7 separate regions of the Mus musculus genome follow, and regions 2, 3, 4, 5, 6 and 7 are each linked to region 1. The links are chromatin contacts, called in public Hi-C and HiChIP or PLAC-seq maps. All regions are on one chromosome and are shown on one strand. Each heading gives the region's core, a stretch centred on a gene start, on an enhancer-like site or on the middle of the called end of the contact. The rest is flanking DNA. Distances are from core to core; before and after follow the strand shown.

Evidence for each region. Hi-C and Micro-C count contacts between places; a contact is called where the count stands out from the background. HiChIP or PLAC-seq counts read pairs in DNA pulled down with a chosen protein or histone mark.
Region 2: a contact with region 1 is called in an H3K4me3 HiChIP or PLAC-seq map of craniofacial prominence, with 5 times the contacts expected there. The contact joins two enhancer-like sites. A contact is called at or near these places in 2 of 15 datasets of contacts at CTCF or cohesin (the NIH/3T3 cell line and large pre-B cells), 17 of 484 Hi-C or Micro-C datasets (B cells, CD8 T cells, LSK cells and 9 more), 17 of 115 datasets of contacts at active chromatin or transcription factors (acute myeloid leukemia, bone marrow-derived macrophages, craniofacial prominence and 13 more) and 2 of 9 other capture datasets (embryonic tail and embryonic trunk).
Region 3: an H3K4me3 HiChIP or PLAC-seq map of embryonic forebrain shows a contact between it and region 1, with 2.7 times the contacts expected there. The contact joins two enhancer-like sites. A contact is called at or near these places in 2 of 484 Hi-C or Micro-C datasets (embryonic somatosensory cortex and neural progenitor cells) and 2 of 115 datasets of contacts at active chromatin or transcription factors (astrocytes and embryonic forebrain).
Region 4: an H3K4me3 HiChIP or PLAC-seq map of craniofacial prominence shows a contact between it and region 1, with 4 times the contacts expected there. The contact joins two enhancer-like sites. A contact is called at or near these places in 2 of 15 datasets of contacts at CTCF or cohesin (large pre-B cells and pro-B cells), 2 of 484 Hi-C or Micro-C datasets (muscle stem cells and palatal mesenchyme) and 13 of 115 datasets of contacts at active chromatin or transcription factors (bone marrow-derived macrophages, cardiomyocytes, craniofacial prominence and 9 more).
Region 5: a contact with region 1 is called in an H3K27ac HiChIP or PLAC-seq map of heart atrium, with 7 read pairs. The contact joins two enhancer-like sites. A contact is called at or near these places in 1 of 484 Hi-C or Micro-C datasets (the HL-1 cell line), 10 of 115 datasets of contacts at active chromatin or transcription factors (bone marrow-derived macrophages, craniofacial prominence, embryonic basal ganglia and 7 more) and 1 of 9 other capture datasets (embryonic stem cells).
Region 6: an H3K4me3 HiChIP or PLAC-seq map of embryonic limb bud shows a contact between it and region 1, with 2.8 times the contacts expected there. The contact joins two enhancer-like sites. A contact is called at or near these places in 3 of 15 datasets of contacts at CTCF or cohesin (CD8 T cells, large pre-B cells and pro-B cells), 21 of 484 Hi-C or Micro-C datasets (CD4 T cells, CD8 T cells, DN3 thymocytes and 14 more) and 21 of 115 datasets of contacts at active chromatin or transcription factors (DN3 thymocytes, astrocytes, bone marrow-derived macrophages and 15 more).
Region 7: a Hi-C map of CD8 T cells shows a contact between it and region 1, with 2.1 times the contacts expected there. The contact joins two enhancer-like sites. A contact is called at or near these places in 2 of 15 datasets of contacts at CTCF or cohesin (the NIH/3T3 cell line and large pre-B cells), 27 of 484 Hi-C or Micro-C datasets (CD4 T cells, CD8 T cells, DN3 thymocytes and 16 more), 21 of 115 datasets of contacts at active chromatin or transcription factors (acute myeloid leukemia, bone marrow-derived macrophages, cardiomyocytes and 16 more) and 1 of 9 other capture datasets (embryonic stem cells).

The regions. Positions count from the first base shown.
Region 1 is chr4:97,749,603-97,753,181 of GRCm38.p6, forward strand. It overlaps Gm38709 (a long non-coding RNA gene), which reads right to left. Exons shown (of 5, transcript XR_003955232.1): 5 at 1,045-3,579. It also overlaps a transcript of Nfia not described here. Among named protein-coding and RNA genes, the nearest start is that of Gm38709, 26 kb to the right of the region's middle. Within about 2 kb of position 1,644, at least 334 of the 459 cell types and tissues checked have an H3K27ac peak or open chromatin away from gene starts, as enhancers often do. A contact at or near this core is called in CD8 T cells, DN3 thymocytes, the STO cell line and 10 more, where this site is marked.
Region 2 is chr4:98,221,811-98,225,389 of GRCm38.p6, forward strand. It overlaps the pseudogene Gm12691. Among named protein-coding and RNA genes, the nearest start is that of Gm34784, 98 kb to the left of the region's middle. Within about 2 kb of position 1,686, at least 23 of the 459 cell types and tissues checked have an H3K27ac peak or open chromatin away from gene starts, as enhancers often do. A contact at or near this core is called in craniofacial prominence, embryonic limb bud and embryonic tail, where this site is marked.
Region 3 is chr4:97,279,761-97,283,339 of GRCm38.p6, forward strand. No RefSeq gene overlaps it. Among named protein-coding and RNA genes, the nearest start is that of Gm40207, 140 kb to the right of the region's middle. Within about 2 kb of position 1,566, at least 7 of the 459 cell types and tissues checked have an H3K27ac peak or open chromatin away from gene starts, as enhancers often do. A contact at or near this core is called in embryonic forebrain, where this site is marked.
Region 4 is chr4:98,180,317-98,183,895 of GRCm38.p6, forward strand. It overlaps the pseudogene Gm12691. Among named protein-coding and RNA genes, the nearest start is that of Gm34784, 56 kb to the left of the region's middle. Within about 2 kb of position 1,900, at least 16 of the 459 cell types and tissues checked have an H3K27ac peak or open chromatin away from gene starts, as enhancers often do. A contact at or near this core is called in craniofacial prominence, where this site is marked.
Region 5 is chr4:98,141,335-98,144,913 of GRCm38.p6, forward strand. No RefSeq gene overlaps it. Among named protein-coding and RNA genes, the nearest start is that of Gm34784, 17 kb to the left of the region's middle. Within about 2 kb of position 1,722, at least 17 of the 459 cell types and tissues checked have an H3K27ac peak or open chromatin away from gene starts, as enhancers often do. A contact at or near this core is called in heart atrium, where this site is marked.
Region 6 is chr4:98,078,582-98,082,160 of GRCm38.p6, forward strand. It overlaps Nfia (nuclear factor I/A), which reads left to right. Exons shown (of 11, transcript NM_010905.3): 10 at 3,144-3,235. Among named protein-coding and RNA genes, the nearest start is that of Gm34784, 46 kb to the right of the region's middle. Within about 2 kb of position 1,945, at least 16 of the 459 cell types and tissues checked have an H3K27ac peak or open chromatin away from gene starts, as enhancers often do. A contact at or near this core is called in the STO cell line, craniofacial prominence and embryonic limb bud, where this site is marked.
Region 7 is chr4:98,038,589-98,042,167 of GRCm38.p6, forward strand. Nfia (nuclear factor I/A) reads left to right here. Exons shown (of 11, transcript NM_010905.3): 7 at 2,963-3,091. Among named protein-coding and RNA genes, the nearest start is that of Gm34218, 17 kb to the left of the region's middle. Within about 2 kb of position 1,798, at least 42 of the 459 cell types and tissues checked have an H3K27ac peak or open chromatin away from gene starts, as enhancers often do. A contact at or near this core is called in CD8 T cells, DN3 thymocytes, Th2 cells and 4 more, where this site is marked.

The DNA of each region.
Region 1 (3,579 bases), core at 394-2,893:
TAATAAGGGCAACAGAGCCCAACTGCTGTGGTTTAGATGCCAGGACATCAATTGCTATATTAAACTAAACTTTTCCTTGGGCTGTTTGATGAGATTTGGCTGTGTGGGCCGTGAGGTAAGCATAGACTAATTATATTGATAGAAGTATAAGTCAGTCTGTCTCTGGCTTTTCCTACTGCCTCTGTGCCCTGCTCTTTCATCCACTGTCAAGATTTTCTAAGGAAACACTGCAATCATCACCACTTCTTGGGCTGCAAGAGCGAGCCTCTGTCACCCCTTCAGCATGGCACAACCACTAAGGAGCCAAGTCCCCTGCCTGACTTGGATTGAGAACTTTTACAAGTGTCCCAACACAGGTGCCAGTTGAAGTCACTTTCATGTTGTCAGAGGAGGGTTCTCTGCGGGCCTGCTCTGCTGATTCTTAAAATGACTCCCTTGAAAAATAGGCAGGGAAGCCAATAGCCAGCCTGGAAGCAACTTTCCCTGTGGCTTTTGCTTCAGTTCCTATCTTCAGGTTCTCACCCTGCCTTCCCTTACTGATGCACATAACCTAGAATTGTAAAATGAAACAAACCCTTGCCTCTCCAGCTCCCACAAAAGTGACTCCCTTGACCTCCCTGGCCCTCCAATCCCCTTGGGAACTCACAGTTCTTCTTTTCAGAGGTGCTATGAAAGACAAAACCTGTCCTCCTATGTAAAACACCTAATCTGATTTCGAAGAACTTAATACTACTACATATCAAAAGCAGGTTCAGAAACAGACTTGAGTCTGCTGAAGTTGTAGTTATAGCTTTCACCTCTGGATTGTATGTCTTCATCTTTACAGTGGGAATAATGTATATCATATATGGTTCTGACGTTCATGTGGTAATTAACAATTTATAAAGTAAAATGATAATTAAGTAGTCACAGCCATCCACTAATATGTCTCTTTTGTCTATGAGGAGATTAGCCAGTGCTCAAATCAGCTATTGGGGCCACTTGGCTGCCTTTCTCGCCTCTTCCTCCTAGAGACCTAATCTTTCATGGAACAGGAAACACATATGCAGTGTCTTTAAAGTTTTATTTCTCGGAAGATTTTTCCCCCTTTTAGAAATAGGTGGGAGCTCTTAACATGGGCAGTTTCTCACCTACTTTATCTCATTAATTTAGAAAAAAAAAAAACTCTCACGGTTATAGTTCTGAAGGGGAAGAAAAAGGAGAGTGAGTGACGGAGCAACTTGTCCAAGGTCACACAAATACTCTTCCTAATGAAATTGACTGCTGCTCTCCTTGGCTGAAACGTGGGGGAGATACTGGGTTCAAAATCCAGCCAAAACCATTAGAGCGCGAACAAGTCCAATCAGAGCTAGTACTGTTCTGTTTCCCAACTTCTTCACGCCCCCAACGCAAATTTTCGGTATGGTCTAGTCTGCTGTTGCCTGCCAACAGACCTGTTGGTCTGGATTGATTACAGAGATGAGATGGCTGTGCCCAAAATCCTGCCTTGCTTAGGAAAGGATCTCCAGCCTTCTCACCAACGTGCTAGTTGGAACTCGACTGTAGGTGGCGCCCTGCTTCGCTTAGGGGAACTTGAAGGATGAGGACCCGGGTCACCAGCTGCCTTCTCTTAAAGGAAAAAAGTCTTTTTCGCCCGGGACTTCTCTCCCGCTCCCCTGGTGTGGGCGGAGCGGAGCGGTTGCGGTTAAGCAGCACTTCTCAAGAAGTAGAGCCTAGTGACCGACCTCTGAGCGCTTCCTGCCCAGCGTGGCGCTCCTGAGCCGTGCTTGAACCCCAATCCTCCCGCGGCCCAGGCCGTCCTCACCCTTCTACCCCTTCCCCTAAAGTCAGTAATGAGATTAAAGGGCTGAGGACAGTGTGGTTCCTAGTGTGACCCTGTGATTGAGAGGAGGGGGAGAGTCAACTTTACAAAGCTCTAAAAGGCCAAACCTCAAAAGACTTGCAAGAGAAAGCAGCAGGGTGCACCTGCATGGCCTGTTTAGGAACAAGGACCGCCTCCTCAGGACCCGGTATCGGCGCCCTGTGCGGTCTCTTCGTGCTCTTTCTTCCCTCTGGCTCCGGCCTGACCCTGAGCTTTTTCGTTGCAAAGTTGGGTTCCCATATTCGAACCCCATCTTGCACACGTTGGGGTGTACGCGATGGAGCTGGGTGTTGGGGAGTGATCACACCACAGCTGATCTGGGAGCACTTCGGGAGGCGAAGCGGAGCAGGGAAGGAAAGAGTGGAGTCAGTCCTACAGTGGCTGAGCGCTGAGTGACCGGGTCATCGGGATGTCCCGTGGGGTGGGAGGACGCGTAGGGCGGCGTCAACCTCCGGCCTGGGTTGTTCTGCTGTGGCCACAGGCGGACTTGTCCTGTGCGCGGGTCCCCTCTTGAAGATCGACCGAAGTCCTTCCTACGGCAGCTGTGGAGGGAACTCTGGGGGAATGATTTGCTCCGACTGCACTTTGAGAAGAAGACTTTTTCTCTTAAGAGCTTCTGAAGTTGAACGGTGTGGTTAGGGGGAGTCGTGGGCGTCCTCTGCTCGTTACCAGCGGCCTGGGACAGGCCGGAGAATTGTTAAGTGGGTTAGCGAGGCTGGGAGGAGGAAAAGTGAAAGCGGAACTGGATAAGGGAGGAAAGCGTACAGCTACTGAAAAGAGTGTTGGAAAAAACACACTGCAAAAAGCTTATTCTTTTACTCAGTCTTTCTTTGATCGGAAAAAAGTAAAACATACCTGACTTGGATTTTTTCCCCCTACCAATTAGAACCTGTTACACTTTCCCAAGTCCATAAAAGAACTGCAGAGATAAATTTAAATAAACAATGGCAATGGGGTATGTACAGTTGTGACACTTGGTTGCAACACCATTTAGTGACAGCTTTTATCTTGAGAAAAATAGGGATGTAACTATTAATCTCTTGTGCTGCTGCAGGAGATGGGGTCCCTAAGAAGGGAATAAGCCAAATAGAAAGTGCAGTTATGGAAACAGAAAATTGAGATCCATTTTAACACTCTGGTCTTGGGATTCTAGCACTGCACTCTACCCTAGCATTAACTTAGCAGGAATATCACCCGGCCTAGTCTCTGTGTGATTCTTAAGACAAAACAAAGGGCACGCAGTGTTTTCCCTTTAAGGAGCTACAAACAATTGCTGCACGCAGTAACTCCAATAGAAGTGGTCTTCATACTCTCTGGGAGGCAGGAACTGGATTTGGCCTCTTTCTAAGGTGCAGGTGTGTGATTTTTTTCCCCCCAGAGCTGGTGGGTATAAGAGACAGAAACCACAAAGGCAGTGTGTCCTGGTGCCCTGCCCGAGCATTTAAGCAGAGAATGGTGGACATATTGAGGTTGTGCTTCCAATGCTGGCAAAGCTGAGGGATGGATGGATCCTGTCTTCTACAAACCTACACACTTTGCACTCAGCCCCCTTCCTCGGTAAACTGGATGAAAAGCACTTTTATCCCTGAAGGCATAAATGGAGACTTCACTCTCTCTTCCAGGGTCGAAACCTCTGCCAAGGGTTAAATGACAAGCTTGTAGCCCACACTTCGTGAATATAACTTACCCAGAACAAGGGAGCATTTAGTGATGTCGTG
Region 2 (3,579 bases), core at 436-2,935, 470 kb after region 1:
AGATGTTTCTCCTCACAGTGTTTGTGCAATGTTTACATTTATCTTTCTCGTGTCAGACCATGACTTTATAAAGTACTTCATTATGGCCATTGGTCCAAGACTGTAAGAGGGAAAATGAAAGGAAGCTTGAATACTCGGTGCCATGTGGTTCTTTAGCAAGCAGTCCTTCTCAAAGAGAACTGTGTGAGCCACCATGCCAGCAGATGCCTAGACATGAATACATCAGGAATGTGACTCAGGTGAGATGGTCCCATTTCTATAGAGAAAGGGCTCACATAAGGAGCATCCTTGATGAGCTCATCCTCTGCACATTGAGAAAGACATGGATCTGTTGGCAAATCAGAGTCTGCTGGAGGCATGAATGCCCACACAACGTCTTCTTACAGAAGGCAAGTGAGCATAGTACATAGGCTGCTGATACAGGTATAGCTAGTTATCCCTGACCTTGGGCCAGAAACTGGGTTCCAGGAGATCAGCATTTTGTATACACGTTCTCATTCAGTCCCCACAACAGTCCTAGAAAGTGGGTATGGGTTTTTTTCCATGCCCTGTCTATAGAAGAGGAAGTTAAAAGTCAAAATATTGCTAGAGTTTGATGTGAACTATCCTCCACAGGTTCATGTGTGTGACTACTTAGTCCATCCACTGACCATGTAGTTTGGGGAGGTTATAGATCTTCCCACATCCACTGTTATGAGCATGGAGTATGGCCAAGATAACATAAGTGAATCCCTTAAGGGTAGGTCTTAAAGGTTATATGTGTTTTTAACTGAGGTCTCTGTATCCTGGCCACCAATATGTGAGCCATTCTGACACAACCCCACCATCGTGAATTCTGGTGTGATAGGTTTGAACCTGTGAGCCAATATAAATCTTTCCTCTGTTAAGTTTCTTCTGTCAGGTATATTATTACAACAATGAAAATAAACATCTAATACATTAAGCAATATACTGAGTTAAACACTGAGCTAGAAGTCCAGACTAAGTCTACCTGATCCAAAGACAACAGGTTTTTTGCTTCTGCTCCTAACAGTGTAGGGCTTCCCATTTTTAACTCCATTGGTAACTAGTTTAAAGAGTCTTCCACCTCACCTGTAGCAGCTGATTCACTTAAATGATGGACCACATCTGATTTCTTTTCTTCCTTTCTGACTGCTGATGTTTTGTTCTTTGTCTGAGTCCCCAAAGAAAGATTATAAAATGAGGCCTTCCTTCATGTGCCTGGCAAGTCACAATGATTAGCAGTGGAGAGAAAAAAAAAAGCAAACACAGGCTTGGATACTGTAGGCCGCTCTCCTTCCAGGTAAGGATGACCAAAGAGAAAACCTCTGAGTCTTTCTCAACTGATACCACACTTGAATAGCTGGTCTTTTTCCTCTTAATTGTAATCTTAGGAAACCCTCTGGTTTTGTCCTACTGTTAAAGGGAGCAACGGAAGGAAAACTGAAAATGAATGTGGCCAATATTATTTATTTGGATCTGCTGTCCCATTAGCTGGTTTATGGTTTGAGTGCAGAGTGGTATTTAGTACAGAAACGGCATTTTCTTTGTTTTATTAACTGGGAGTTTAATTGGTTTGTCCCCTTTGGCTCAGCTTGAGAAATGGCTGCATCTTGCATGCACACACTGTACATAATAATAGTGCAAACAAAAGCCAGACATCTGCTCACCAGACCTGCCCCTGCGTCCTCCTCAGCACGGAGTGAAGCATCTCCGGCGAGTCTCCAGTTGGACTTTGCAGGAATGTTGGATCTCGGCAGTGGTTTCCCTCTCACCTTTCCTGCGCGTTTATAGGAGCCTTTGAAGTTCCTCTGAACAAACAGGGTCTCTGTGTTTCACTTATTTCTGAGCCAACCCTGGGGCCTTGGTTCCATCAGCTCCTTATTAAGTGTTTAGTAATTTCAGTATCCACCTTTTGGTCTTGCTCGCTTTTCAAACATCTGGAAGGAATTAGCTTCCAGGCCTCTGTACCATACCTATTTTGTAGTTCTGGAGAGAGTTGTGTGCTAGGGGATGTTGTTGCCCTTAACGAGCTTTCTTTATGGCGTTTAACTGTAAAAGGTCCCCCTCGTTAATATTAATAGACAAAGAGAGAGCAATGCCACTCCACCCTTATTCCGCAAGAGCTGTATTCAGAGCAAGACCTTCATGCTGAAAAGGAGAGAGAAAACATGAAAATGGGGTGGAAGTACAAGGTAAATGAAGGCATTATAATAGTAGTAGGGCCAAGAGCTTGAAAAGGTTTGAATCTGTACCCATTCTATTCTAGAAGCCAGCCTTGTGTGGCTTTTGAGCACTGAAAATGAACCTACTAAAGACCAAAGTGTTGCCAGATATGACACTATACCTGCAATCTCAACACTCAGGAGGCTGAGGCAGGGGGCTTGCTGAAAGTCTGAGGATAGCCTGGACTACACAATGAAACCTTGTCTCAAAAAACCAAAACCAAGCAAAAAAGAGTAAAATTTAAAATATATGCTCGATTTTTTTTAATTAAGCATTTAGAGTGCAAAGGCTCTCATTAGGCATTTTATATAATTATATTCTGAAAATATAATAGTTTGGAGGTGTTATATTAAATAAAAAATACTACTACTTTTCCTCATTCCCTTTTGATTCTTCACTGAAGCTATTAGAAAGTTTAAAGCTACGTAACTAGGTCGTAAATGTGTCTTGCGCCATCTCTCCCTGGACAGGGGGGCACGAGAAGACTGGACAGATTGTTAAACAGGATTGAAGTAGGGCCTGAAGGATTCCTTTCACTGGGGATCCACAAGCATCACACGGCTGAGGCTGCTAAAAAGCCTCCCTGAGAAGGAGCCACAGTAGATTGCAACACCCCGGAGCAGGCAGCTGGAAGAAACTACGTATTCATAAGGTTGTTTTGTTGTTTTGGTTTGTTTTTGTTTTTGTTGTTTTCAAGACAAAATTTTAGAATCAGTTGCTAAGTGCACTAAGGAACAAATAGGAAATAAGTAGATGATTACAGGGAACTGCCAGAATTAGCTAAAAGCCAAACTGACTTCATTAAATGCATTTCCATTTTTAATTAAATGACTAGACGGACAAATCTAGGGAATTATAGAAAAATGTCTGGTTTCAGAAAACTATGAGACAAATTCCCTAACGTGGCCAAATTTCATACACTTGTACTGGATTGGATAATAGGAGGTAAAACACAGCTGGTTCGAAATCCGTGTCATACAGAGTCTTTAAAAATCTATTAATAGGAAGACATGTACAAAAGGTCACAAAAGTGAAAATTTAACCAAATTAGAGACCAAACTCATTTCTCAAAAAGCAATGTGTCATTTAGGAGGCTGTGGCATTTAACTATCATAAATGACACTCACTATGTTCATAGGCACTACATAAAGTAGTTCTGCTGGAAAACAACGTCCACAAAAAAAAAGATTTTCTTCTTTTTTTTTAAAAAAAATACTGATTTTTTTGTAATTAGATATTTTCTTTATTTACATTTCAGATGTTATCGCCTTTCCTGGTTTCCCCTCCAAAACCCCCATCCTATCCCTCCTCCCCCTGCTCACCAACCCATCCACTCCTGCTTCCCTGTCCTGG
Region 3 (3,579 bases), core at 316-2,815, 470 kb before region 1:
TGGCAGGTCAGATAACTTCCATAGAGAATAAATTAAAACATTTTATATTCAATGCTTTAAAACATGATCTTATAGTCCTCTGAGTAGACCATATAAATTCAGGGCTTTATTCAGTTGGAGGAAAGCCAGTACACTTATCAGCTCTACCCAATAAACACATGTGAGTAGCCACTGAATGTCTTAAAAATGCCCGAGGTTAAGTCTCCGTAACAAGAATACAAATACAAAATATTTGCTTTGCTACTTCCCTTTAATATGCTCATTTCAGTCATGACTAACCAATCACAGACAACTTTTACACTAAGCAGACAGCATCTTCAAGTCCTTTTCACAGCCTTTCATGAAGCCACTGTAAATCCTTAAGACTTGTCAGGTTTTCTGTATGCATCCTCCTTATATGGCATTATTCTGCACACACCACTCTCCTGAAATTTCACATCTATGCATTAGGCACTTACTTAGCAGTTACTCTGTCTTCCTGGCCACGAAGGTAAGATACAGAGAAAGAAGTGCAACCTTGTTTACCTGAAACACAGAATGACGAACTGCTGTGTAAAGTAGGACAGACAGGAAAAGTATTGGGGAAGAGAAGTAAATGAGGGTTTACTTTTGTTCTGTGTGTCCACTCCTCTTCCCCTGAGTGCGCCTAAGATAGAGCTAGAAGATGTGAAGATAAAAATGGGCACATATCGACTCTACACCTTCTGAGAGCTCCTACTGCCATGATTTAGTCTCTTTGATTTTTCATTGGGGGGATGTTAAATGGTAACTTTTGAAACACTGGGGAATGTAATGTGGCTAGGAACATTTGTATTGGGCCTTAAAGGGCTTAACATATTCTGTCAGAGAGATGATAACATCCAGAAAGGGGGGGGGGGGAGAAGTGCTCTGAGCCAATACATGGAAGGATGAAAACTTTCTGTCCTTGCTGGTTTGCCACCTCCCAGGCTGAGACAGACGGACAGATTCAAAAACAAAGCCTGTGGCCAAGCAGAATAAAGCTAGGTCAAAAGAAGATGGTGAAAGATGCCAACAAGAGAAGCTGTTCTTCATTGTTTGGGACCTTTGCTAAAGCATTTTTTCCCATCAGTCACTGCTGCCTGCTTGATCATTAGCACCCGAACATCTTGTTTGTTTCCACCAGACGGAAGTAATATACAATTATGCAAATCACCTTAACTCCAAGTAAGGAATCACAGTCCAGTCAATAATGTTGATGCATTATGAAAGGGCAGTTCCTCCTGGAAGAAATAACATCAAGAGCCCATCATAAGCAAGCATTTTGAAGCCTGTGGAGGACTAGTCCCTACAGCACAATCTATTATCATATTTCCACATAATTAGTTTGTTTTCCACTTGAAATCAGAAAACGATTCGACATTGTGTTCCCTGCCTCAGGATGGAAGAGCATTCAGTGGAATTCTCCTGTGAAGGCTTGCATTGTGAATAATTAGTGAGAATTAATCAGTGGAAATTAAGTTTGGAATATTGTCCTACTCATGAATAGTGCATGGGGCAGTTTGGTAGAGGACAAGGAGAGTCACACTTCCATGGCAGGCAATCACAGATGACTGCTGGCAACCCATTTGGTAATCAGTGCTGTACCAGCCTGAGAGGTGCATGTGGCTACAGGCTGTGAAGAACAGTCAACTTTTTATTTATTTTTGCAGAATAAGGACGGGGTTCCAGAGACACCTCATGGTGTGTTCATTGTGGTTTTTCTTTGTTAGACAGGCCACAGAATTAGAGGGGCATTAGCTATTTTAATCCTTGCCATTATTCTTCCTCTTTGATTCTATTATTCCCATTTTACTAGGAAGAAAAGTGGGCTTTAATACAGCACAATCATTGGCTAATCAGTAGTGGGTAGATTGGCACTGAAATCAGAATGCAGGACTAAGAAGGCTAACTCATGGGTGAAAATTCCAGTATAGATGGAATTTACTCAATGCAAGTTTCAACTTTAATTCCTAGATCAGTTTCCCCAAATGAAAAGGGGACATATTGAATTAAATTCGGCATGTTTTTAAAAAACTTGTCTGAAAATTCTACAAGACTGTATAAATGAATCCTTCCCATAGTACACTTTAGTAGGGACACTAAATACCTTAAGCTATTAATCAGGACACTTTCTTGGAGGTCTGACACATTGATACTTGGAAACTCCTGCCTTGAGAAAATTCCTACCCATGATTGCAGGATCAAGCCATACGTTCCTCTCTACTCCAGCCCTGTGGGGTAGTTTTCTCCAGCTTATGGACCTGTGAGTAGACTGGAATGGGAAATTTGTAAATGATCAGGGTTAATGTCTACAATTATTAAGTAACCGGAAAAATGGAGCGGCAGGAACACACAGCAGGGGAACATTTTTACATGCAGAAAGGGATGATATTTCTGTAGATTACTGTACAGCTTTGGTTTTCAGGTCTGCGGTACACTTGAGCTCATACTGATTACAGTTACCAGAACAATATGGTCACCAGAACTGTCAATTCTCTCTTTTTCCTTTCCTTTCTATTCTTTTCTTTCCCCTCTATCTTTTCCTTTCCTTTTCCCTTTTTTAAAAATATCAAGCATTAATATGAAATTTAATATAGGAAAAAAGTATGGAAAGGTAGAGCATAGCAGCTCACAGCAATCTTAAAGGCTTTTCCTTTTGACGTTTTGTGTGTGCTTTCCTCTTCAAAAGCAAATGTGAAGGAGGGTGTGTTTTCCATAATAAATACATCTGCAATTCTGACTTTCTTTTTTTCACTTAAAGTGCTAAAATAAGCACGTGTCAACTGTTCTAAACACTATAAGAATTTTAATTTCTTAAAAGGCACAATTGGTATACATAATATTAATTGTTTTCAGCTTCAAAAATCACCTTTTGTTCCTTTCTCAGGCAGAGCCATTTCCCATCCAACTGCACATTTCCCTCTCAGGCATCTGTTGAATTTGGAAGAGGTTTCCAGACGGAGTTGAGAAATGGTCATTACAGTTAAGCTGCAACTTCAATCTTGAAAATGAATGAATGGATCCGGTCCAGTTCTTTGGCTGGAACCCAGTCTTTAAAATCCAGCAGAACAATGATTATATGGCTTCGTAGCCAGCTGGTATCAGACTTGGGCAGGGAGAGTGTCAAAATATTAGTGACTTTTTTGCATTTGTCAAAGCTGAGGCCAATACAAGAAATGCAGACAGCTTGCAAATGTGGATTGAGTACCAAAGGGTGTTTGTGTGTGTGTGTGTGTGTGTGTGTGTGTGTGTGTGTGTGTGTGTGTTTTAATCTTGCCCACCGGATGTCAACATTTTCTTGCTTTATGAATATATCAACAGCAAGGATATCCTTTACTTTGAATATAAAAACCGATATAGATTTATCACTAATTCATCAACACTAATTTATTATACTGGGGCAATTTACTCAACTGGAATAGTGGAGCCCTCAGCATTTCCACTGGAATCCCTCCTCTGCTTTCCTGGGTCTGTAATTCATCTGCTTACTCAGTTGTTCCTGAACCTGGCATGCAAGGTCTCAGTGGGAGAATAAATATATTTATACACAGTGTTTAAGAAAGGCTGCCCACACTGAGT
Region 4 (3,579 bases), core at 650-3,149, 430 kb after region 1:
CTGATGACTGTATGGTTAGATAGTTCCCAAGACATGCACTATAGTCTCCACAGACACAAATCCGCTCCTAGGAAAGCGCCCAACTCTGTCTTCTTCGTAAAACGTGTCCAGATGTTTCCAACATGTCACAGTGAAAACTTGACACGAATGTTCCCAGAGCTGAACTGCAGAGACCAAAGGGAAGAGGGGGGAGAGAGACAGGAAGGGAGGGGGAACGACTATGCACACATGAGTGTGAGTGTTTGCAGGAGCCGTGGAAAATGCGCATTCCAAAAGCGAAGCACTGGGCACCCAAGGAACTTGAATGGGAGCTTTTGTAAGAGAAACTGGAATCAAACAAGCGTCCCCTTGTCACTTGGACCCTTATCTCAGGGGCCAAAATGGTGAGCAAAACCCAAGCATCTCTCTTCCCACCTCTGTGTCATCACTCTGCCCACACATCCCCAAGCCTGGCTAAGGGAGCTGATAATTTGAGTCTGGAAGACACTGAAAAAACAGTTCATTTTCCCAAGACTTTGAAAATCAGCAATTAAAACCATCTCCAATGGCTGGAGAATTAATGCATTCCTTTCCGGCGAGACTGATAGGCTGTGGAGGCAATAACCCCATCTTGTTAATATACATTGGAACATTTACTCCTTATTTCTCCCTATCTACCTGTCTTATCTATCTTTATTTAGACTTTTACAAAGTAGTTACTGAATTGTGTGCACCAGTAAATGCATTAACTCGGTGCAATTTCATGGAGATTTATGCACCTGCAATGTTGAATATATTAAGTTCCCATAAAAGCTTGGCATTTGGGCTACGTTCTTTCCAAAGACCCTATGGGGTACATTTTTAACGTGGAACATGCGATAGGCAGGAGCCAAAATCAATGCGTTTAAATTATTAAAATTTTAAGCAGTGGGTACAGAATGGATCAAGTATTATAAAACTTACAGTCCATCCATTTACTTTCAATGTTCATTTTTAGCCTTGTGCCTTGCCACGGAAACCATGAGGATAGAGAGCATGCAACATCTCACTTACAGCTGACATAGGGAAGGGCTCAGAAATATGGACCCCCTCGGCCTCTAGGCGAGATTTATGTGGGGAAGATCACTCTCCTCAGAGTGGGACTGCAGGTGAGTGGCAGGTCTGCATTATAAATGCCCGGGGTAACTATAAAAACATAAATGCTATCAGCTTATTGATTTTTTTTTCCTTTCTTGAGCCCACAAATTAGAAAAGTCACTGCTAAAAATCACCGGTCTATCCACAAATTTTAATTAAAGCATAAATAAATCATTTTAGTTGCTGCACTTGCATATAAACAAAGGGAGAGATGGCATCCTCACAAATGCTTGTCAACATTTGGTGACTAATGGCTCACAGTGAAAATACAATCTGAAGCGACAGAATTGAAAGCAGATTCTGAAGCTAACTAATATCACATGCAAACCATCCAGGGCTATTATGGGAACGACACTAATATCACATGCAAACCATCCAGGGCTGTTATGGGAACGACACTGAAACCGCACATCAGGTTTTGTAAGAGGGTGCGGGGATGAGGATAATTCTGTTAAGCAGAGCAATACTATTTTTTTTATTAAATAAAGTGAAGCTCTGTAATGAGATATTACAGCTGCTGCACTTTTGCCACATGATGAGAAATGGATACCTCACCCCTCCCAGCAAACTCTAACCGTATGCTACAGTAATTCCAAATGTTGACTTTATTCCTAAATAAATACACAGCAAGAACAAATAGGAACAGGGTTTTAGAAAACAGGGGCTTAGGAGGATGCTGTGAACAGGCCTAGATCCCATTACATCAAAAAATGGAAGTCAGGATGGAGAGTAGTTAAGGAATTCCCGGGGGATTCTGATCTTGGCAGGAGCTCAGCAAGCTGATACCAGCATCCACGTTGTGCTCTAGCATTGGGGGAAATGTGTGCAACGCTTCTCTCCAGGCTTAGAGAGACAACTCCTCTCTGCAAAGTTTCTGGATTCTGGGGTAATGCAAGGGAGCGAGGCACAAAGGCTTCTCTGTTGCCACACAGAAGTGGCATGAAATAAAGGACCTGTGGCCAGGACATCTCCATGCCGGGGTCTATACTCAAGAAGACGGGCATTGTTTTGGTTTGCTTGCTAGACTGAAAATTCAGAGAATAACAGGAAGTGCATGGTCTATACTAATATGCTATTTTCCCAGTGTTCGTAAAGTGAGGAATATAATTTGTTCTTCATTCTCTCATTCAGTCAATTAGCAAACATTTGTCGTGTACACACAAATCTCAGGCATAATGTTAACTAAGAAAAAAAATTTATACATTTAAGAACCTGTTCAGTACAAACTTAGACGTAACATAAAAGATGCTCCGGGAGACTAAAGACAAACTGAACACTGGGAGAAAAGAGATGGTGGTTGAAGATTGCTTAACAAAGGCACGAATGTTCAGGCTGAACCTTGTGATGTGGCTGTGCATTCTATAAGTTAAAAGGTGCAATACATTTTCCAAATGCCTGGAAATTAAGTAGCCTGAAAAAATTATAATATTTATATATGAAATTTTTATTAATTGCTTTTAAAGGTCTTATTTAAAACAAAAATAATTTGAAAAAGTGATAGCAAAATCACAGAGAACAAAAGCCCAGGTTTAAATTCTAGCTTTGCCACTTACTGTCCTGGAAACTCTGGAAGATTGCTTACCTCCTTCCTGGCTGAATTTTTAACCTTTCAAATGGGAACAGTAATAATGTGTGTGCTCCTCCAAAAAGTAAATGAAAGTCAGAACCCTGAAAGCGTTCATCTCGCTGCCTATTTATGAAGGCATTGTCTTGACCATGCACATTTTATAGTGTGCAGACACACGTTCACACGTGTGATCCCTCGCACTTGCAGAGATCATTATAAATTTACCTAATGGCAAGTATTGTCAAACATTGGTGTGTTGGTTATCATGTCAGGCACTAAGAATAGATAGTAAACAGGAAAAGGATTCTTGCTCTCAACCTGCACACCGCACCAACTCTGAATGTCACTCTCCTACAGAGCTTTGGAAGTCAGCAGGCAGAGCATCATACGTATCGTCTTCCCCAAACCTTCCCCTCTGCTCTCCAGATCACATTGTGCTATTACTACCTAGCTCCTTGTATAACCTATACAGCACTCCTGATTCTTCTTTCTCCCACCCTTAAGTCCAATCACCAACAGCCTTTACAAATTTGTTTAGAGGTTACATCAAACCCATTCCATCTTCTTGATGTGGATACTGACCCACAGGTTAAACTCTCAGCACTGATCTTATGCATCACTACCATAGCCCTGAGCCAGCCTCTGACTTAGTTCAGCTTGCACCAAGCTCCCAGAGGGAGCAGGATCTGCCCATGTCTCACTCACCTCAGTTCCTTAAATGGCTCCTCACTATTAGTGAAGAGTACAGAGTGATATTCCAGGTTTAAATTAACTTAGCATCATTCCATCAAATGACCTCATTTGAACTTGTCTCACGTATCAAACTCTTTCCAGATGGAGATGCCTTAATTCTCAACCTAGTCCCCTCCCTCCTTGCCTCACCAGTGCTGCTTCCT
Region 5 (3,579 bases), core at 472-2,971, 390 kb after region 1:
CTGTCCTCCATTATACCTAGGAGGAGCCAAGTCCTTCCTTTTTTGTTTCCTTTTTATCATTTAGTTCTTTTCCATCACGTGGATCCCAGGAATTGAACTCTAGCGGTCAAGGCTTGGCAAAAGGTGCCTTTACCCGTGGGCCATCTTTATTAAGATATTTATAAGATGAAGTTTAAATAGAAGAATCCTTTCCCCCTAAACATGATCAGACACATGTAGTATGCTCAATTCAATTGAACTTAGAATTAATTTTTTCATAGCAGGTCCTTCTGAGTACAAGTTGTAAATGTTGCATGAAGCTTAACCTGTACAGAAATATGTCTCACTTACACCAAAGAAGTTCTTATTGAAGTACAAATTGAGTGTAGCAACATGTATTTTTGTGTAATCTGCCCATCTTATATTAAATTGAATATATCAAAATACAAAGATGTGAGCAAGAAGATTCTCGTACTGCTGGTAGAAGATATTCAATCTAGCAGAAAAAATAAAACCCTAAATATTTTCAGACAGTATTGAATAATTGCATGAACATGAGGGGTGAATTCCGGTGTTCAGAGTTGCTCAAATTTACATCCAACCTAATGTACATCAGCAAGAATACTGGTTAAATATAAGAACGTTTACCATAGGATCTTGGGGGAGAATGCTTGGGTCCAGGTCCTGATGACACAGGATGCTGGCCATGAGATTCTGAAAAGGGTGACTTCATTATCTATGCTTCCAACACCACATTTGTAATGTAGGATATAAAGTCTATAAGCCATTAAGCAGATCGTGTGCATGCAGCTTGTATGAGATAGCTTGACAGGGAGGAATGTTCAAAAGGAGACTGCTATTATTATTATTGCCATAATCCTTATTGCAGAGTACTATGGTATCATTAAAAAATGTCTCTATAGATTTATATTTATTAAGACGTAAAGACACTCTCATTACAGAAGAGAAGGACCACGGTCAGAACTCTGTATACATAGCAATTTCTGAGCAGATACAGGGAGCAAAGCTACTCCTCTCTCCTTTGAAAGGCTATAGAAGTAAAAGCACACAGAAAGCATCCAAACTCAGACGTAACTAACACTGTATTACAAGAGAACAGACATAGACTATAGGAGGAAAGGTCCAACAAGACAGAGCTGTTTCTCCTGAAACCTGAAGATTGTGTGGAGTTGTCCCGTCAGGGTTGAGTGAACACCTTGGGTAAACAACACCTAGGAATTTCTCAAGGAGGGGATATTTGGGCCAGTTAAGGGGGATCTAAATCAAGGGCAACATGTTTAGGTTCTAGATCACAAGTGGGGAGGTCATGATATCTGAGGGCAAGTTAGCTTTGAAAGCTATGGAAAGTTAAATGGAGTAGGGTTGAGTTGATGGGTTCTTATCCCAAGGTATCCGATAAAAACCCTGCTTCTGGCATCTTTGTTTACTTGCTCAACAAGATTCAGAATTGAATCTGGGAAAATGAACCTGGAAAAATCCCATTGCCTAGATTAAAGCAATGTTTACCCGGGAAGGAACAACAACAAAAAGTTCCCTTTAGTCTCCCCTTCTGCTGTTGAAGAGTTCTCATGTCTGCCTAAGACTCTGGGCCATCCAAATTCCACTGTATCCAGGGAGCCTGTGTCAATCTAATCTTTCCCCATTCCCTCAAGGCTGTAGACAGCAGTTGCTGCATTCCCCTTGGGAAGGTATTTCTCCAGACTGTGGCCAGAGGAGTGTCCTTTGCTCTCTCCCAGGAGACAAAGTTAGGGAGGGAGAAGGAAAGTCACACATGATAAATCTGCTCCAGCATTCCTATCTCACAGAGTCTTTGGATTCTTTCCCTTTCTCCATATCAAGGAATTTATGACGTCTCAACTCTGGTTAATGTTGGCACCACAGGGTCCAGGTTTCTGTCAAGCAACTGAACAAACAGTGGTTCCTGCTCCCAGCTGCTCTTAGGTAGCCACATGGTCTGTAAATGGCCATGCCTTCAACCTAGTCCTAGTCCATAAGTCTGTCCCTCTGGCCTTAGTCCAGAGCCTGTAACATCCACTCCTGCACATTTCCCCTAGAGTTATGAAGGTGCCAATTAAGAGAATATGACAAACCATTTGTTAGAGTTGCCCTTTGTTCCCAAGGGCAACTCTAGGTGTTCCATTTCCCACCACCCCTCAAAGTACAACAGACCTTCTTCATTCTGCTTGACCATTCTCTCATCCAGCAGAAAAACAAACAAAGAAACAAACAAACCATAAGCTGTTTGTCAAAACAGAAGATTTGTATAATTTAAGAGGGAACAACTAAGAGTTTAGGTAATAAAAAATATATATATGTACATAGTATGTATCACAATATTACTGGTTTTGCTTGGGTATATTTTGATTTTTAATTAATTATGGTTAATTGTAATTTTAAAACCAAAATTGTACCAGTCAAAGAGGTACACATCTGTGATTTCATCACTTGACAGGCCAAGCAAGAGGATGGCCAGTTCAAGGCCATCCTGGGCTACATATACAGCTTCCCAGGTAGCTGGGACTCTATAGTGAGAGCATGCCTCCAAAGGCTGCAACCAACCAAACAAACAAAACCAGAAGGACCATGTGAGATAGTGACGCTTTCACAAACAGAAGTATTCTACAGAGGCAGAAGGCCATGTGTTAGAGATTTAGTAACACCCCACTGTTGAGAAGTAGATTGGGGTGTTAGCAGTTTATGCTTCATCTTTATCATGTTTTTATTTATTTCACAGATATTAGAAGTATTTGAGGCCCCTGCTAATTATAAATTTTAAGAATTATGAATTTTAAGAAGTTAGTGAGTGTTTTTAATGGGTCTTTTTCAGACTAACTAGCACTGGTCATTTCCAATTTCATTGGTTTTATTGGCTTTAGTGCAACTCTTTCTGTTACAGTGGCTGAACTGTTCTATTTCTGCCCACCTTTGGCTGATGAATCTTTAATGGAGTTGGTGTTGGTTTGTTTTTCCTGAGTGAAAAGGAAAAAAACATTGCTCTTACTCATGTTTGGAGAAAGCATCAAAGAACAAGAGAGGCTCAGCAAGTAGCTCAGTGGTAGAACACATTCAGAGCATGTGTGAGGAGCTGGGCTCTAGCCTCACACGCGCACACACACACGGAACATGTATGAGGAGCTGGGCTCTAGCCTCACACACATACACACATGGATGGGATTTGATTATCATTAAAGTCTTGGATTTCAACTATCAGTGCATGAAATTCTGATGAATCTCTGAAGCTGTGTGCTTGTTTCTCAAACACAAGGTAAAGGCAGATAAACCTACTACATCTGCCCAGTCCAAACAAAGCAGCAAGATGCAGTACAAGTGTGATTCAACCCTGATCTCACAGTTCTGTGGCTTTGTTTGGCTTCTGTCTGGTCCATCCTGCTGAGAGTCAGCCCCTCCCTTCTTCATCCCCTTCTTTGGCTCTGCTCATAGCAACAAATCTAATGCAATAATTTTAGGCTTCTCAACACATTATATCCTCAAAAGAAGGAAGACAGATCTCTTTCTGTCATTAGCATGGATAGACAAGGAAGTGTCTTTCCTGGGAGTCTCCACAGCCCTCCCAGCCTT
Region 6 (3,579 bases), core at 695-3,194, 330 kb after region 1:
CTCAAGATGTCTATAGCAATCCCTCAATATCTATTTTTCAGGTTCCGTGGTTTCCCAAAGCTCTTCCCACAGCATCTGACATTAGTCTTTTCAATAGGCCAAAAACTCTGAAGAAAACTATGAGTGTTCTATGGCAGCAGCATGACCCAGTTGTCTGTAGTTAACGTCCACACTGCCCATCTTGTCCTGATGTCCTGTTCATTTTGGAAACTCTTGTTTGTGTGTATATAATTGATTTGCTGTGACATATAGTTTTTTTTTTTAAGCTGAAGTTTTGCTCACTAATGCAAGTCCCTGACTCCATGGTTTCATTGAGGGGAATCAAATTCAACTTCTGTCATATCTTTTCAGGAACTAACATCCTAGTACAGTTGAGTTTCTGCCTGCTGTAGCTATTGTATAGAAAAGGCATCAGAATCTCTCCCTCCCTTTTTCCCTCCCTTCCTCCTCCTTCCTCCCTCCCTCCCTCGTTCCCTTCTTTTCTTCCTCCTTCCCTCCTCCCTCCCTTCCTTCTCCCCTCCTCCCTTCCTTCTTCCTGTCTTCCTTCCCATCTTCCTTCCTTCCCTTGCTTTTTTCTATGTCTGTAAATGTGCCCAGAAGGTACCTTTCTGTAGAATCATCTTTCCTAGGTATAAGAGTACAGCTTAGGCTCATACCATTAGGTTCATACCTCACGGTAATGAGTATGAACACACTACCACTTCTCTCACCACCACTGCCTTTTTTGTTTATTTGTTTAATAAGCAGAATAAACTTTGGTGTTTGAGTAGCCCTTTGGAGCATTAAAGGCATTCTGGGTTGTTCTGAAAACTAGACTGTGATTTGTCTAAACAAAGGGAAATAAACAGTGATTCCTTTCCTAGTGATTCTGGATAGCTAATTTGTCCTACCTCATTCTTTTCTCTGCGTCACTAAGCCCAGGGTCTGTCTCTTTACCATGGAGTTCATGTATAACACAGAATGTATACTTTGTAAATGTCCTGCATCCTTTAATTTAGATGATGGAAGGGAAAAAACAAGTTAGAAGTAACAATGTCAACATTTAAGCCAAGTCAAATTAGGTAATAGGACATAATAAAAGACCTTTCCAACCCGAGCCACTGTGTTGTGAGCCGTGTATCAGTGCACACATACACACCCTAGTAACATGCATGCTGTGGTCAGTTAGTGTACTTATTGGGGATGTCACTGGTATGGCAGAATCATCCTCAGAAATATTGCTGTGTGCCTATGATAAGCAGCTGTCCAGTGCACACTGTTCCACCAGGACCATCAGACTAAGAGCTTGTGCTTCAGTGTAACATGGGACACATAGTTGTAGAACCCAGACATACATCCGTGTACTTCTGTACCTGGGCAAACCACCTGACTGTTCACAAATGGCCTGATGGGTCCGATAGATCAGTTCAGCATTACCATCCTCCTGACTCTCCCCTCCCTTCTTCTTGTGTCCTAGAAGCAGGTAACTATACTTCTAGGTAACTATAATCCACATCTTTCAATATACAGACCTCCTTTGATATTTCCTAATATGTATTAAAGTAAAGCCATAGGCTAAAGGTAAAAGAAACACAAACTTACCTGGTGTAGTGGCTGAATGTAGACTTTGCTCTCAACTCAAACTTCCTGGTGTAGAAGGTAGCCCAGAGGAAATGGTCAGATTGCCATGGTTAGTATGACACAGAGCATCCTTGTCCTTTTATACAAAACTATTAGTGGATGAAGGCACCTAGAAAACTCCTACCCTGCCCTCAGAGGGCCTTTGGCTTCATCTTGTGCTCAACAGTTTAACTGGGTTACAACTATACCATGTGACCATCACAGACCTGTCTCTTGCCACCATCATAACCAACAGGATTTGGGTCGAATTGGTAGGAATGATAGCCTTATGTGGGCTTGAATAAGAAGCAGGAGCAGTCTCCCGAGAACTCAAAGAGAAACAGGTGATGTCAATAACAACACAATTGCCCCGTTAGAAATTCTGAGCTGTCTGTGTTTTCTTTAGACAGTGTGTATCTAGAGTTGGTTTTTAAGAAGTCTTTTATAATTTAATATTTTCAGACTAGCTCATCAGTTGAGGACATGTACTGCTGCTCTTACAGAGGATCCCAGTTTCGTCCACAGCACAGATGTCAGGCAGTTAACAACTGCCTCTAGCTCCTGTTCCAGGGAAATCTGACACCCTTTTCTGAATTCCTTAGAGGCATTCAGTCACATGTACATATTTATACACACACATCCAGAGAGAGGAAAGAGACACACAGAGAGAATGAAATGAAAGTCATAAATAACAATCTAGAGATTCTAGGACAGAGAAAGAATGTGAACTAAATTTTTGGAGTTTGTGGTAAAGTGAGTTTAGGGTACAGCTGCCTAAACACATATTTGGGCTTGCAGCTCATGAAAAGCCCCTGATTTTCTTTTCTCTAGCAAAGAAACTCCTAAACACAAAATGACAAAGCTCCCATGTCCAGTGAGGAGAGTGAACTCTAAAGTAGTAACCAAGGCCCCAGAGCAACAGCTCAGTTTATCTTCTGCAGAAGGGTCCTGGGAAGGGACAAGTGGTGGCATGGAGGTTTTAAGCATACCTGGGCATCGTCAAGATTCTACACGTGCTGTATGGCCTATAAAGGCTGCTTGCTCTAGCTGGGTTTTCACCCCTTTCCTGGAGAACCCCTTCATTCCTTCCTTAAGACTCCTCTGCCCTCTCTACCTGTGGAGGCCTAGAAATGGTTTGGGACTCTAACAAGCATAGTGGATGAGAGAGCATGGCTGTAAAGTGATCTGTGTTCCCCCACATCCTACCCTGTTCCTTTCTCCCTGTCACTAAGACCGGGGTCTCTCTCTCTACCCCAGAACTCATGTTTAACATACAAAGTACACTTTGCAAATGTCCTGCATGTTCTAATCTGAATGATGGGAAGAGAAAACAACTCCGCTAAGCACCAATTGGATGCCATTTAACCCCCAGCGGTTCCCGGGAGCCAATCCCTGCCCGCCCTTCCTCTTGCTAGCCAGATCTTTTGCTAGCTACAGTGTTTGCATTAATCAACTGCGTAGGCTCGGAGACTGTGTGTTTTGGTGTTGTTTGTGTGTGCAATCTCGTGCTGCTTCCTGAACGCATGTGTCCCTTCCCTTCACAGCCTACTCGACACCCAGCACCTCCCCCGCAAACCGATTCGTCAGTGTTGGACCACGGGATCCAAGCTTTGTAAATATCCCTCAACAGACACAGGTGGGCCGCTCTCAACTTTTCTGTATGTGGTGCAGCTTGTTTTATTCATCAGGTGCAGTTTGATGTGTCTTGGGGCACACCAGGTCACACATGCTCCAGCTCTCTCCAGTTCCCTTCCTCCTGACTCCATCCCCCGCAGCCCCGTAGCCATGTTCTGTGTTCTTAGAAACCATAAGCAATATCCCTGGGATCCTTGCTTATGGGATTGGGGTAGGAGAGGAGTTCTTCTGGGCCAGACTGCTTTTGCCATGACAAAATAAGATTGCTAGGCTGGACAGTGTGTATTCCCTCTTTGTGGCAGCCATGGCTCTGTAGTTATAAGCAGACAGACAAGCTTCCCCACA
Region 7 (3,579 bases), core at 548-3,047, 290 kb after region 1:
CAGGAGTGCAGGGACTAAGCATGCTTGGCTTTACCCTGTCATAGGAGTGCGGGGACTAAGCATGTTTGGCTTTATGTAGGTTTGGGGGGGTTTTGGATGCAGAACCTCATGCTTCTTTGGCAGTACTTTGACCACTGGCCTTTCCCAAAAGCTCATATTTTGCTGTTTTTAAAAAATCACTTAGCAGCTTGATCACTCTCTACCTGTTACTGCCACTCTCTACCTGTTACTGCCCAAGTTGTACTTAAAGTTCCATTCTTACACACCGCGCATTGAGGAAAATGAACATTTTGAAGAAATCCCAGCTTTCTTGAATCAGTCATTTGCTCCCTTCAGTATAGTTGGTTCAATGCCATGATTCCAACAGTGATCCCATTGTTCAAAAAACTGAAATAAAAATCTTCATTCTTCAAAGTTTTGAGATTTTTCCACTTCTGTTCTGTCTCTGTGTCTTTCCTAACATGTAATTCTGGCATTTGACTGACTTTAAAGTAGAAGAGTAGGTAGCTCAAAACTTCCTTTGTGCAAAAGAGGTTTGAATGACTTGGGAGATTGGTCAACACTTAAACGTTTTATTATTTATGTTTTTATTTGAAGGCCTTCCCCTACTGTAGTTGAATCCTAAGACCTTGCTTGGGTCGTTGTCAGTGATTGTTCACCTATGACCTCAGTGTACCCTAGCTGTTAGCACACTGGTACGGTATGGCCTGTGACCTTTGCAACAAATATAATGGATGCAGCTACGACTGGCAGATTTGTTTTTAATTCAGATCGATCAAACAGGGGTTGACCTAGAATGGATCTGACTTAGGAGTATGAACAGCATGAAATCACACAGCTACCCATTGTGTACTTGCATCTGACTAGGAATATACTAACTAATTTGTTCTTCTCTTGAGATGAAAATCATGAGTTTTGTTATATCAAAGCATCTGTGTGTGAAGTCACAGGTAAAAGTGCAAGCCGTACATGGAGTTTAAAGAAGAGAGAGGGAGAGGGAAGGAGAGAGGGAGGGAGAGAGAGAGGGAGGGAGGGAGGGAGGGAGAAGGAGAGAGGATATTTTGGGACCCTTCGGTACATTTTAGACTCTTTGATCAACATATTTATATTAGAGAAGACCTAAACAGACACACTTCATAACCAGATGCATTTAGATAACATTTTATAGGATAATATTAATCTCTGATTTTAAAAAAAAACCAAAACATGTTTAGGAATAGCCTCTCTACATAAAAATACTATAGTTCATGGTACTAGGAATTACTCACTGACAGTTACATACTAATATCAATAGACCAATTACTTATTTTTCTAGTTTGCCCAAGTAAATCTCAGATAAGAGTAGACAAAACATAGGTATACATGTTTAAATGACTTTTTTTTTCTTTTTCTGATGCAGTACAGACCAATTTTATGCTGGAAACTTGAGATCCCAGATTTGTCCTGTGATAAGGAGATTTGACGTCATTTCCTTTATTATATGTCCAAACTTCTGTTGTCTTACCTGGCACGCCCCCAAATGAATAGATGACTCCAGTTGTGCCTGTCAGCACAGTTGCTGAGAACACCACAAATCCAGTAATTACAAGGGACTGTTTTCCCATTCTTCCCCCAGTATTTTTCTTTCCAATGCATTTCCTAAGTTTAACATGCTGTGAAAACCCTAGACACTGTAGAAAATGCTATTCTTTAAGACACGCTTTTCTTATGTTTTCTTAGCATAAGGGTGATATATGTTCATCATAGGAAGGGCAAGTAAGCAAACGGAAGCCAGCAAACCACAAAAAGTTAACTCACTGAGGAGCCGCGGTTACAGTGTACGCACGGCTTCCAGTTCTTTCTCTGCATAGAAAAAAGGACACAAATTATGTTGTACGTTCTGTGATTGATGTACTACAACACCCCATGTTGTAATTGGCTTTTCAGTCAACATTATATTATAAATATCTCCCATGTTGTTATTCTTTTACAGTAGTCTTTTCATTGGTTAAACCATATTTACTGAACCAGTCCCAATTGCTTGTATTTTAAGGATTTGGGGTTTTTGTTTTTTTTTTTTTTTACTTTTATCTTTTCTTTTCCTGTTCTATAAATAATTCACTGAAAGAACATCTGAGCTGCTATTATCAAGGGCATTTTTATGTTAAAAAAGCTAAATTATTTAAAGTGTAGAAAAATGCTTTGGTGCTGAAATAAGGTTACTGACAAGACAAAATGATTGCATGCGAGGCTGCCTTTGTGTGCCTAGGCAGCCTCCTTTGTAAGGGTCCCAAAGGTCACAGACACGTGACAGAGTCACTGGAAAAGTTGAAGCGTGTGGAAGTCAGATTTCTGTTACTATAACAAGTACAAAAAAAATGGAGCTTTCGAAAAGGTCCTAGAAGATCTAGTTCATGATCAGGTAGACCTCCCAGGTCGTCCCAGGTAGACTCACTAGTGCTTGGCAGCAAGGCAGGGAGAATATAAGTAAAACTGCTTGTCTTTAGCCAGGAAGCAAGAGAGAGCGAGAGAGGGAGGGATCGGATCCCAGGAACTCACTCAGTAGTCAAATAACCCTTGACCTGCCTCTTAAAGGCTCCCCCTGCTCCCAGGAGAACCACTTTGGATGTGAAGATTTTAACATGTAACACGCAGGTCTTTTGCAGAGGACACTGAAGACTCAAGATACAGAACCCCCCCCCCCAATAGAGAGAACACCAACTGTCCCCAAATGGACTACGATTTGAAACAATAAATTAAAATAACTTACAGAACCACCTGAAAGGGGGGCCATTCTGTTACTGATTTGCTCCTGTGACAAATTCAAAGCAATTTAATCCAAATTTCCAATTGCAGATGATCCCATTTTATTTCTTCACCCCCCCCCAACCCCCCGCCACTCTCTAAGTGTTGTCTTTTTGGGTCACACAAGTTGTTGCTCTGTAGAGTAAAGTTACCTCACCAATCACCCCCTTCTTGCCAGGCTTGCCATCTCCAAGCACACTGAAGAAGTCTGAGAAGTCTGGTTTCAGCAGCCCCTCCCCTTCGCAGACCTCCTCCCTGGGAACAGCATTCACACAGCATCACCGACCTGTCATTACAGGACCCAGAGGTGAGTCGCTTCCCCAGAGATCCATAGGGTCTACATCATAACCTTGAGATCAAAGTAGCAAAGTGGGGAGACAGTGAGGACTCCCTGTAACTATTCTGAGGCAATAAGTGATCTAATTCTTATATTTGAGAATAGTCTTAGAATTTTAGGGACCAAAGAGTTTTTGGCATCCAATCTATTGCTCTAAAGTTAAAAGACACAAGCCTTTTTGGTTTGAGGGACAGTAGACCAAAATCAAATGTGCCCTCAGGCTATATGTGTGCACGCCTTGTGTGTAGGTGTTTGGTGAGTGGTTTTTCCATGTGGCCAGTTGCCTATTTTTCAAGTGACAAATGTGTTTCAGTCTCCTGTCCTTACTGAGTCTCTACAGATATGTGGCGTTCTGTGTTGAGGTTGTTTGCGTCAGGGTGCTGACGAGTCATCTTCATTCCCTCCTTTTGAAGTGGTAGATAGTTTGTCTGGTTTTCATGGCAATGTTTTCCTTACTT